2 separate regions of the Mus musculus genome follow, and region 2 is linked to region 1. Evidence: chromatin contacts called from public promoter capture Hi-C data. All regions are on one chromosome and are shown on one strand. The core of a region is the stretch at or near the end of the contact, and the rest is flanking DNA. Distances in the headings are between cores, read along the strand shown.

Region 1 (5,010 bases), core at 865-3,364:
AAGTCAAGCATCCAAGATTTGAACTCCAGGTTCATGCAGAAGCCTCGAGTTAGCCAAATGCCCAGATTGCAGAGGGCTGGGGAGTAGTGAGTTCCGAGGCTGAGGGAGAGTTGCTGGTAGACATAGAAAAAGATAAAGAGCTGTGGCAGACAATAGCTCTGGAGAGGAAGCAGTTATAGACATCCGACAATCTCCTGATGTCTATCTCTTCCTTTCCCGGGGCTTCCTGGTTTCAGATTTGGAGTCACGAAGGAAGGTGATAGGTTGGATTGATTTACATTTAGGATGAGGAAGTATTACTAAACACCATGAAGGAGATACTCTGAAAGATTTATTGTCCAAACTGTCAAACTTGGAAACCTGTTTCCACCACCCACCCTTCCTCTGCAACCTGCCTAGAGGAACAGCCACAAGGTAAACCTAGAGTAAAATGCTATCTGACAAAGGGACAAAAATATAGAGTAATGAAGAAGACCATTGCTTTTTAAAATTCATTCTTCTAAGCTATTGGAGCTGAATTTCATTGGAGTTACCTTCCAGTATGGGGAATAAAAAAAAGATGGCACTTCCTTGAACCAGAGAATTGAAGATGATCCTTAAACTTCAAAATACCTAGAAATCTTGGTACTAGATCTTTTTTTATACCTTCCCTTGTTTCCTTCTTCCTGTGCTTATTCTGTAGTCTACATATACTTATCAGGGACAAAAAATAAAATAAGTAATTAAGATGTAAAATAAAGGAAAATTCCAGAGGATTTTTCCATCTATTAAATACTTTTATGACAATAATAACAATTTTAATTACTACTGTGGGTAATTGAGAAACATATAGCCTTGCCTTCAAAGGGCTTGGTAGCTCAATTTGGAAGATCATTGCCATATAGAATGATAATCTGGAAGATTAATCAAGACCTAATTTCATGAATTCTGTATTAGCTGCAAATTGGCCGTCTACTGATAGGACGCGGAGTACTTACAAAGTAAGCAGAAATTTTACATTTATTATAATAAGTGCTAAGAGCCTGCCATTGAGCCACATCATCTGAATGAAGAGAACCTGGTGTGAGCAAAGGTGGAAACAAAAATGTAAGGAAAGAAAGAAGAGAAAAAAGAAGAGAAAGAGAGAAAGAAAAGAAAGAAAGAAAGAAAGAAAGAAAGAAAGAAAGAAAGAAAGAAAGAAAGAAAGGAAGGAAGGAAGGAAGAAGGGAGGGAGGGAGGGAGGGAGGGAGGGAGGGAGGGAGGGAGGGAGGGAGGGAGGAAGGAAGGAAGGAAGGAAGGAAGGAAGGGAAAGAGAGAAAAAAAAGAAAGAAAGAAAGAAAGAAAGAAAGAAGGGAGGGAGGGAGGGAGGGAGGGAGGAAGGAAGGAAGGAAAGAAAGAAGAGAAAGAGAGAAAGAGAGAAAGAGAGAAAGAAAAGAAAGAAAGAAAGAAAGAAAGAAAGAAAGAAAGAAAGAAGGGAGGGAGGGAGGGAGGGAGGAAGGAAGGAAAAGGAAGGAAGGAAAAGACCTGTGATATTTTATTATGGATTATGTTTTAGACAATAATTCCAAATATTTGTCCTCTAATACTGAAATGGGCACTAGAGAACTGGTCTAATGTGAGTATTGGAGTGGACATAAATTACACCCAGAGCCCTATGAAGCTTCACTTAGCATCATTTCACTAAAACTTTTCTGGACTGCAGTGGCACCATGGGCAGTGGGCAGTTGAATAAGAGTTGGCCAAGTTCTCTCAAGACACCTTGCTTGACAGTGGCGTGGTAGCTAGTCATCTCTTCCCATTTCTCTAGTACCAATTCTAATTTGGGCTTTTATCCATCAAGTCCTGAGCCATATTAATTTCTTAACTTTCCAGTTCCCTCACTGAATCAAGAAATTATTTTTTTTCCCTTCATCAGGAATGTTTCTCCCTGATTCCAACCCCAACATGTGCTTTCCAGAGCCTCAGATGTTTCCTTAGCACTACAGATGTTTTGTAAATTCATTTCAGCAAAAGTTGCCAGTGCTGCAGAAAATATCTGTGGCTGATTGGACTCACGGTTTGGACAGAGCTTGAGTTAGATTAGAGGGGAATGGAAACTGAAACTCCTTGCTGGCTCACCAGGAGCTCAAGAATTCACAAAAGAGCAGGGAAGGAATTTCCTTGGAGGGGGAGTTTCCAGTGTGCCTCTTTTGGGGAGTGGGGATATATGTGGAAGCCCCTAGAAGTAACTCTCCACTGTTTTTCTTGGTATTGTGCCTACATACTATTGTCCACTGGAGATTGCTTTCCTTTTCTCAGTATAGGAGGAAACAACAGCAGTAGCAGCAACAGCCAGAAAGAACAAACTTTGCTTTTAGAACTCCTGGTCAATTAGCTATTGTTTCATACCTGAGATGAAATAGCTCCAAGACGTACAGATATCCAATGAGCAAAAAAGATGATGTGTATGATCACAAACACAGGAATGTTAGATTTTAAGAATAAATTGGTGATCCTACACTGTACCTTGGCTCTCTATCTCTTTGTGAGAGCAATGAAATTACTGCCTTCTGTCTTATACTTGAGCAGTGAGTGAATTCAATACTTGAGCTATTATTGTTATGATAATACAAATTTTTATAGTGCACAAAGAAAACCAGGCTGGCAAGATGGGTCTAGTAAAAACTTCAAATCTCCTAGACTCTCTCTCTCTCTCTCTCTCTCTCTCTCTATATATATATATATATATATATATATATATATATATATATATATATGTATGTATATAGATACATCTATATCTATGATATATTTATCTCTATAGCTAGCTATGATCTAGATAATATATGAGTATATAATACATATGTTTATATATTTATTCATACCTGGCTTATAATCTCTATCAGAAAATACATAATTTTATAAATATTCTATTGATACCACAGTGGAGCGTTTGAAATGCCTCTATTAACTAAATTTGTGTTTTTAAAGTAACAGAAGCTGAGAGGGGTGAAATACTTTAAGGCATGACCTTCTTTGAGACAGGCTTATTCAAAGCATGGAATGATCAGTTGCAAACTTCTTGAATGCTAAGCTTTGTTCATGTCAGCAATTATTGATTTTCAATTCAGCTGCCTATGAAATTGTGTTCTGGTAGGGCTTTGCAGAGGTTCTCAGCTAGAAGAGTTGTAATCCAGCCTTGTCCTTGGATAGAATACAAAAACATTGCTTACTCTAGTTCTGAAATGCAAATCTTACTGAAGCATTTGACATCAAGCAGACTTGGGGGTTTGTTTCCTTAAAAGAAATGAAACTGTCTCAATCCTTGTCTCCAAGTTGTTGTTCCATGGGTGGGGAAGAAGCTCAGGACAAAGTAATTTTGGAAAAGCAGAAACAACATCACTAGTTCTTGTCATTTTAGAATGAACCTGTGTACGAGTAGATGCTGTTCAAAGGGGAGTGGGAAGTCGGAAGTTGTGGCTCACATTTGTTATCCTAGCACTCAGGGGCAACGGCAGAAGACTGCCAGCAATGGAAAGCAATCTGGGTTGCATAGTAAGTTCAAGGATATTATGGGTGCCAGTGTTGTGACATACAATCTCTGAGAAGTGGGGAAGGGGCCAGAGAGAAGAATGGCTCAGAGAGAATCAGATGCCCTTGGCCTCAGAGGCCACCAGTGTATGTACAAATGCTCATACAAACATATCCACGTGTGATTAAAGCTAGCATAATCTTTAAAAGGGAGAGATCAAAATGTAAAGGCATTCAGCAATAAAGAAGGCTATCTGTGAATATAAAACCTGCCTCCCCAAGAACAAGTGGGGCAGTGCATGGGAAAATGATCAGCAGGCGCCTTCCCCAGCTATAGTATCAATGCTTCCCCTTTGCAGATGGAGCAAAAAAATACCTGGTTCAAAGACAAGATCTGAAGCCCAAGTCAAGCTGACTTGTACCTAGCTGGTGAAATTGCTGTCTTCCAGGCTGTACTCTCCTTCTTCCTGTACATTATTCAACTTCCATTTCCTTTTTTCTTTTTTCTCCAATTTTTTATTAGGTATTTACTTCATTTACATTTCAAATGCTATCCTGAAAGTCCCCTATACCCTCCCCTGCCACTCTCCTCCCTACCCCCTCCCACTTCTTGGCCCTGGTGTTTCCCCTGTATTGGGGCATATAAAGTTTGCAAGACAACTTCCATTTTCTTATTTGTAAAATGGTTTCACACGATGACCTGGCTCGTCACGAGGACTAAATATAATACTCTGTGAAAATCATGGTGTTCCTCAGAACTACTTAATACTTCCACTAGCCCTCCAGGCTTGAGTGTAAGATGCTCTACCAACTTGTAAAAAGTATGATCTTGAATATGTGCAAGGGTCTATTGAAAGATACAGTAGACTAGTAGTACCTAAGTATTCCCTTGTCCTGGATAGCGTTTGCACCCTATTATAGAACTGACTTCTCTCCTCAGTAGCAAGGGACAGGCTTCATGCAGGCCTTTCTCAGACTATGCACTGTGTCATTGGCAGTTCATCAGATCCCCCCAGTAGTGCAGCTGTGATAAGAACCAGATTCTAATTTCCAGAGCCAAAGCCAGCAGCAAGTACTGTCTGTGAAGGCACATGCCTCAGTGTCCACACGACATGCTTCATAAGAAAGTACACACAAATGCTAATGGGATTTTCCAAGAACCCAGCTACTGCTTAGTGTCCCTAAGCTCCAAGGAATAGGGGATCACAACCCCTATATTGGCAGGGGAACCTGTATTTCATGTTGTTAAAGAAGCCAAGGATTAGATAGGATTTATAGAGAATTAATGCATGTAGAAAAGTTAAGAATGCAGTCTGCAGATTGCTGTCCCAAAGCTAGGTTCATACATAGATAACATGTTCCTGTGGATGATTGTCCACTGTCTGTGAGCACACCAAGGGAAACTGGTTCTCTCATCTTTAAAGGAGTTGTCCCTCTTAGAATTTTGCCATGCATGACTTCTGTTTGTGCAGCCGTAGGCACACCTCCAGATGGCTTACCCCATATGCTGTCTGTCTGGAA
Region 2 (5,010 bases), core at 785-3,284, 120 kb after region 1:
ATAAAAAGAAATAATACTTGTGGAAAAATAATACTTGTGGAGAATTGTCTGAAAGAGAGACAGCCAGTTCATTTCGCTGGCTCTGGAGTGGTAAATTGGTTTAGTCTTCTCATATAACAACCATAGTCTATTGGATTTGGTTCCTAGAGCATAATGGCTTTAAGCATCCAGGGCCACGTAAAAGCTCAGTGGCAAAGAATGCTGCAGTTGCTCAGCATGTCTGCTATGGGTCTGGGCAGGGAGAGTAGCTGCATATGGGCCATATTTTTGCCTAGCCCCAAGGGTCCCGGTGTTCACCCTGGGATTAGTGCAGACAGTTCCAGCGCTTTGTACCTAGATGATTTGTTTATGTTTCTTAAAATGCCTTGTATCCAATATTCTCTAACCGTTATGCTTCATTAGAGGTCCTTGGGAAATTATGCATCTGGCATTTGGGTCCTTTGAGGTTTTCCTGTGCCCATATTTTTTTTTAATCCATTCATTATACAGACACGAGTTAGGTCTACTACAAGGAACACATCACCTATACATTTTGAAATGATCCAATACGTTTCTCCTTTTACACAGTTGCTCTCCTTTCTTCTATTCTGAAAAGTTCAAATACAGGCACAGCACATAATCCCACTTAGCATGCAGCAAAGCTATGCATGCTCATGGTACGCAATACATATAGTTTCCTCATGTCTGGACTTACTCTTCCTAACCTTGGTTTTTCTTTTGGCTTTGTTGACCCATTTAAAAGGTTTTTTTTCCATTATATTACATCAGAAATATGTGCTATACATCTTATTGTAAAGATCTTAATCTTCGAAGAATCTGATTGGATGTTTTATACCTCCCCTGCTTCTAAGCATAATTAGGAGATGAGGTATAATATCTGTAAGAGCATACTGTCTCCCATACAATTTTGTCTAGATTAAATAATTCAGAGATGCTCAGATCAGATTTGCAGTTTAGTTTTCCATATTTGTCTTTCCCAGTGCTGAAAATAGAAGGATTTAACAGTATCTTACCTCATGGGTTGGATCACGAAAAGCTTGACATCATTGGCTCAGTATTTGATGTTTGCAGTTGAGGTCTTTATGGGAAACCATTTGAAACAGGGCCAGCATGAACCATCTAAGATCATGTATCTAGGGTATAGCATCTGCTTATGGATTACACTTATTCATGTTATAAAAATGACTGGTTTGTTGAATTGGTTTTCTTCTGTGACTTCTAGTCAAGATGTTTTTATATATTACGGCATCTAGAGAATTCCAGTCTCTTGTTCCACCTATTCTGTTGCTATCAGCTGTGGAAAGTGAAGGAAGAAAGACCTTTCAGCATGCACTGAAGGCCTGCTGCCTAAAATCTGCAAAATGTGTTGAAAGTCAGTGAGCCAACTGGGATTGCCGACTGTGGTAGCAGTATTTGTTTAAGGAGCCCTTTCCCTACTGACTTTAGCAAGTCTTGATAAGAGAAGGAACATCGGCAATGTAATATTCATATTTTCTAGTCATAAAGAAAGAAAAGGGCTGTATGTTTGCGCACACAAAACATCATGTGTCTAAAATGTAAGAGCCAAACAAGGTTGTCTATTAGTTGCATATAAATATCCAAAAGACTGTTATTAATACTAGTCAATCTCGCCAGGTGGTGTTGGTGCACGCCTTTAATCCCAGCACTTGGGAGGCAGAGGTAGGCGGATTTCTGATTTCGAGGCCAGCAAAGTGAGTTCCAGGACAGCCAGGGCTATTCAGAGAAACCCTGTCTCAAAAAAAAAAAAAAAAAAAAAAAAACTAGTCAGTCTCAGAGAATTATTGATGCTATTTTGCTTGTCTGTACATTTCATTGTTTTTAAAATGTATTGTACTTCATAGCACTTGAAATAAGCATTTGGTAAACTTAGCTATACTGTGCAATCATTTTGATGGCATGAGGCTAGACCCCTGCTCCAACTGATATTTAGTAGCAGAATATGAAGCTACATCTGACCAAAATATTCAGCTAGATTTTCATCCTTTTCCAGAAGATTCTCTGCAGCTGCCAAAAGAGTGAGTGGACATTATCTCACTTCAGTGTCTTGTCCAGAATGGGGTGGATCTGGGAACTCTGTGACCTGAACATAGCCTTCCATGACATTTTATTAATAATGAGTGTAGGTGCACTTGGGAAATAGTCTCCAGTACGTTGTCCTTTACAGTAATTCCTGTTCGTGTGTCAGGACAGGGGTTTAAATGTGGCCTCTCATCGTTTGTGACATGCTTTTTTATTTGTACACACAGATACATGCACACAAGTACAACCACACACACTCACCCCTTGTGGAGTGGGCTTTAAGTCCAAGCAGAAAGTGGCTGATTACTCCCATAACGCCCATGCCGCTATTGTGCCAGTGGGCATATCTTGCCAGAGTGGTTATTGTTATAACTTGCAGTTTTCACATCTGGGTAAGATTACTGGAGACTTTTCTCTCCCAGTAGCATACATAGAATCTTCCAGCACTATGAAAGCTAAGCAATGGGAATGATACTTCCAGATCAGTACCAACTTAATTTGTCCATGTTTTATGACTCAGACATGTGGTGTCTTCAGCCACAGGATCTTTATCATTATGTGCCATAGGCTAGGCAAGAATAATGGCGATGGGCTGTAATGACTGAAGTGGGTATTGTGGGAGCCCACTAATGACTCATAGATAAGTAACATTGACACTGGGCTTTTTATTTGATAGCCTATGGTATCTGGGAAGTTTGTTTTCTAGATAGTGGGAAAACCACAGATCTCAAATTATCTACAGCCTGGTGTTCAGGCAAATATGTTCACTGACCAAGCTCCATGTCAGTTCTGTAACCATCAGAGTTAGGGGTGTAGAAAAGAAATTCCAAAATAATAGTGGCTTAAACTAACAGAGATATGTTCTCTTGCAAAAAGAAAAATAAACTAAGATATAATCAGTCCCAGTGTGGTACAGGAACTAGGTTCTTTCCTCTGTGCTGGTCCATCCTTAGCATGGTCTTTTAATTCTCTAGGTTGTCTCATTTTTATGATAGGAGCTATCAGGAAGGAAAGCAGATAGAGCTTACTAGAGGGTACTAGATACAGGGTACTTAAGCTATGTCAGATTCTTTAGTCTTCCCAGGACACATTATATTGCCATTTATATTTCAACAGTTACAATTTAGATATATGACCAAGGAGAAATGCCTTCTTTTAACTCAAAATATCACCACCTCAAGAGCCTGTATTATAGAGAAAAACATGAGACATTTATACCAGGAACAAACCCATAGTCTCCTATCTATAAAGAAAAGGCTGAAAAAGCATAGAACTATAGAGAAGTTAACTCTAGATTCTGGAAACATCTTTCTTTGCACAAAGGATTCTTAATTTAGAATTTGAAGGGTCAGTAGGAGTCCTCCAAGTAAAGAATTGATCAAGAATGTTCAGTATAGAAAGTATAAAATGCTCAAAGGAACAGAAAGTTCTAGCATCATACTTAACAATTCAGTCCATTTCTACATTCCTGGTTACTTTCTTTTCTGTTAATAATAGATCTGAAGGTAAGAATTTAAATTCTAATTAATCCTAATAGTTATTCATAATCAACAGATTAAAACATGTCAGGAATGATTATGCTGATAGAATTGCAAACAATTTTCTACTTGGACCAAAATAAGAACATTTCATTTGATGATAAAATATTCCACATTTTAAAAATAATTGAGTTAGAATATTTTGGCATCTTAAAAGGGAATTGATACAAAGGAAGAGAAACGTAAAAATAAAGCAATTCTGTCAGAGAGCTATTTGTGTTTAAACATTGAAATTAAGCAACATTTAGAACTGACTTGGTTCGTATCCTAGGGTCTACAAACCCACCCGGAGAGCACGAAGTCAGGCTCTGGCCAAGTTCCTCAGAAAGAATGTCACCTCTTATTTAGCAATCCCTAGTATGATTGTTTTTTTGGATCTAAGAAAGCTAAATTGTTCTTTTCTAAACATGGCTTTGGAGTTATAAGAAGTCTTTAGGATTATGGAGGGTTTTTTATAATTATCTCCCACGGTTCCATTAAAGACACGAGAATCCATTAAGAATTTTCCAGAGAAACTTAAATCTTTCAAGAAACCTGAAAATTCTATCATTTAAGAAGGGAATCCAGTTAGGTTTGAGATGCTCAAGAGCACAAATTCTAATGCCCACTGCCCATCTTGTCTGCCCTTCTCTATAGGCGAAAATCCTATGAAGTTAAACATGTCTTTCTTCACTGAGCAACAGAGCCCTGAACTCATGACTCTTGAGTGGTGTGACTTAGGTCGCCATGTATTCCTGTGAATCAGTTTCACTAAAGAATCTAGTTTTGAGACCATTTTCACCTACATCTAGGTTTTTCTTCTTTCTAATTAGCTAGTGTCTAATGTAGTACTTTTAAAGAATATGGTATAAATATAGGCACATATATCCCTTCAGCAATATGTATCCTTTGGCCACATGTACCCCTGTAGCTGTGTGTACCCCTGCAGCCGTGTGTACCCCTGCAGCCACGTGTACCCCTGCAGCCACGTGTACCCCTGCAGCCGTGTGTACCCCTGCAGCCGTGTGTACCCCTGCAGCCACGTGTACCCCTGCAGCCACGTGTACCCCTGCAGCCACGTTTACCCCTGCAGCCACGTGTACCCCTGCAGCCACGTGTACCCCTGCAGCCGTGTGTACCCCTGCAGCCGTGTGTACCCCTGCAGCCACGTGTACCCCTGCAGCCACGTGTACCCCTGCAGCCACGTGTACCCCTGCAGCCACGTGTACCCCTGCAGCCACGTGTACCCCTGCAGCCACGTGTACCCCTGCAGCCACGTGTACCCCTGCAGCCACGTGTACCCCTGCAGCCACGTGTACCCCTGCAGCCACATGTACCCCTGCAGCCACGTGTACCCCTGCAGCCATGTGTACCCCTGCAGCCATGTGTACCCCTGTGGTGCTAACTCTGTCTCTCCATCTCTTTTTAAGCTGAGAAGATTCTTCTTAGTCAG

The links. Capture Hi-C pulls out chosen DNA fragments and counts their contacts.
Region 2: a promoter capture Hi-C map of adipose tissue shows a contact between it and region 1. The contact joins two enhancer-like sites. A contact is called at or near these places in 1 of 484 Hi-C or Micro-C datasets (cortical glia), 2 of 115 datasets of contacts at active chromatin or transcription factors (both in embryonic stem cells) and 3 of 9 other capture datasets (adipose tissue, liver and pancreatic islet).

What each region holds. Positions count from the first base shown.
Region 1 is chr4:86,073,052-86,078,061 of GRCm38.p6, forward strand. The region is part of intron 1 of Adamtsl1 (ADAMTS-like 1); the gene reads left to right. Among named protein-coding and RNA genes, the nearest start is that of Adamtsl1, 22 kb to the left of the region's middle. Within about 2 kb of position 2,115, at least 7 of the 459 cell types and tissues checked have an H3K27ac peak or open chromatin away from gene starts, as enhancers often do. A contact at or near this core is called in adipose tissue, where this site is marked.
Region 2 is chr4:86,193,972-86,198,981 of GRCm38.p6, forward strand. The region is part of intron 4 of Adamtsl1 (ADAMTS-like 1); the gene reads left to right. Among named protein-coding and RNA genes, the nearest start is that of Adamtsl1, 140 kb to the left of the region's middle. Within about 2 kb of position 2,035, at least 2 of the 459 cell types and tissues checked have an H3K27ac peak or open chromatin away from gene starts, as enhancers often do. A contact at or near this core is called in adipose tissue, where this site is marked.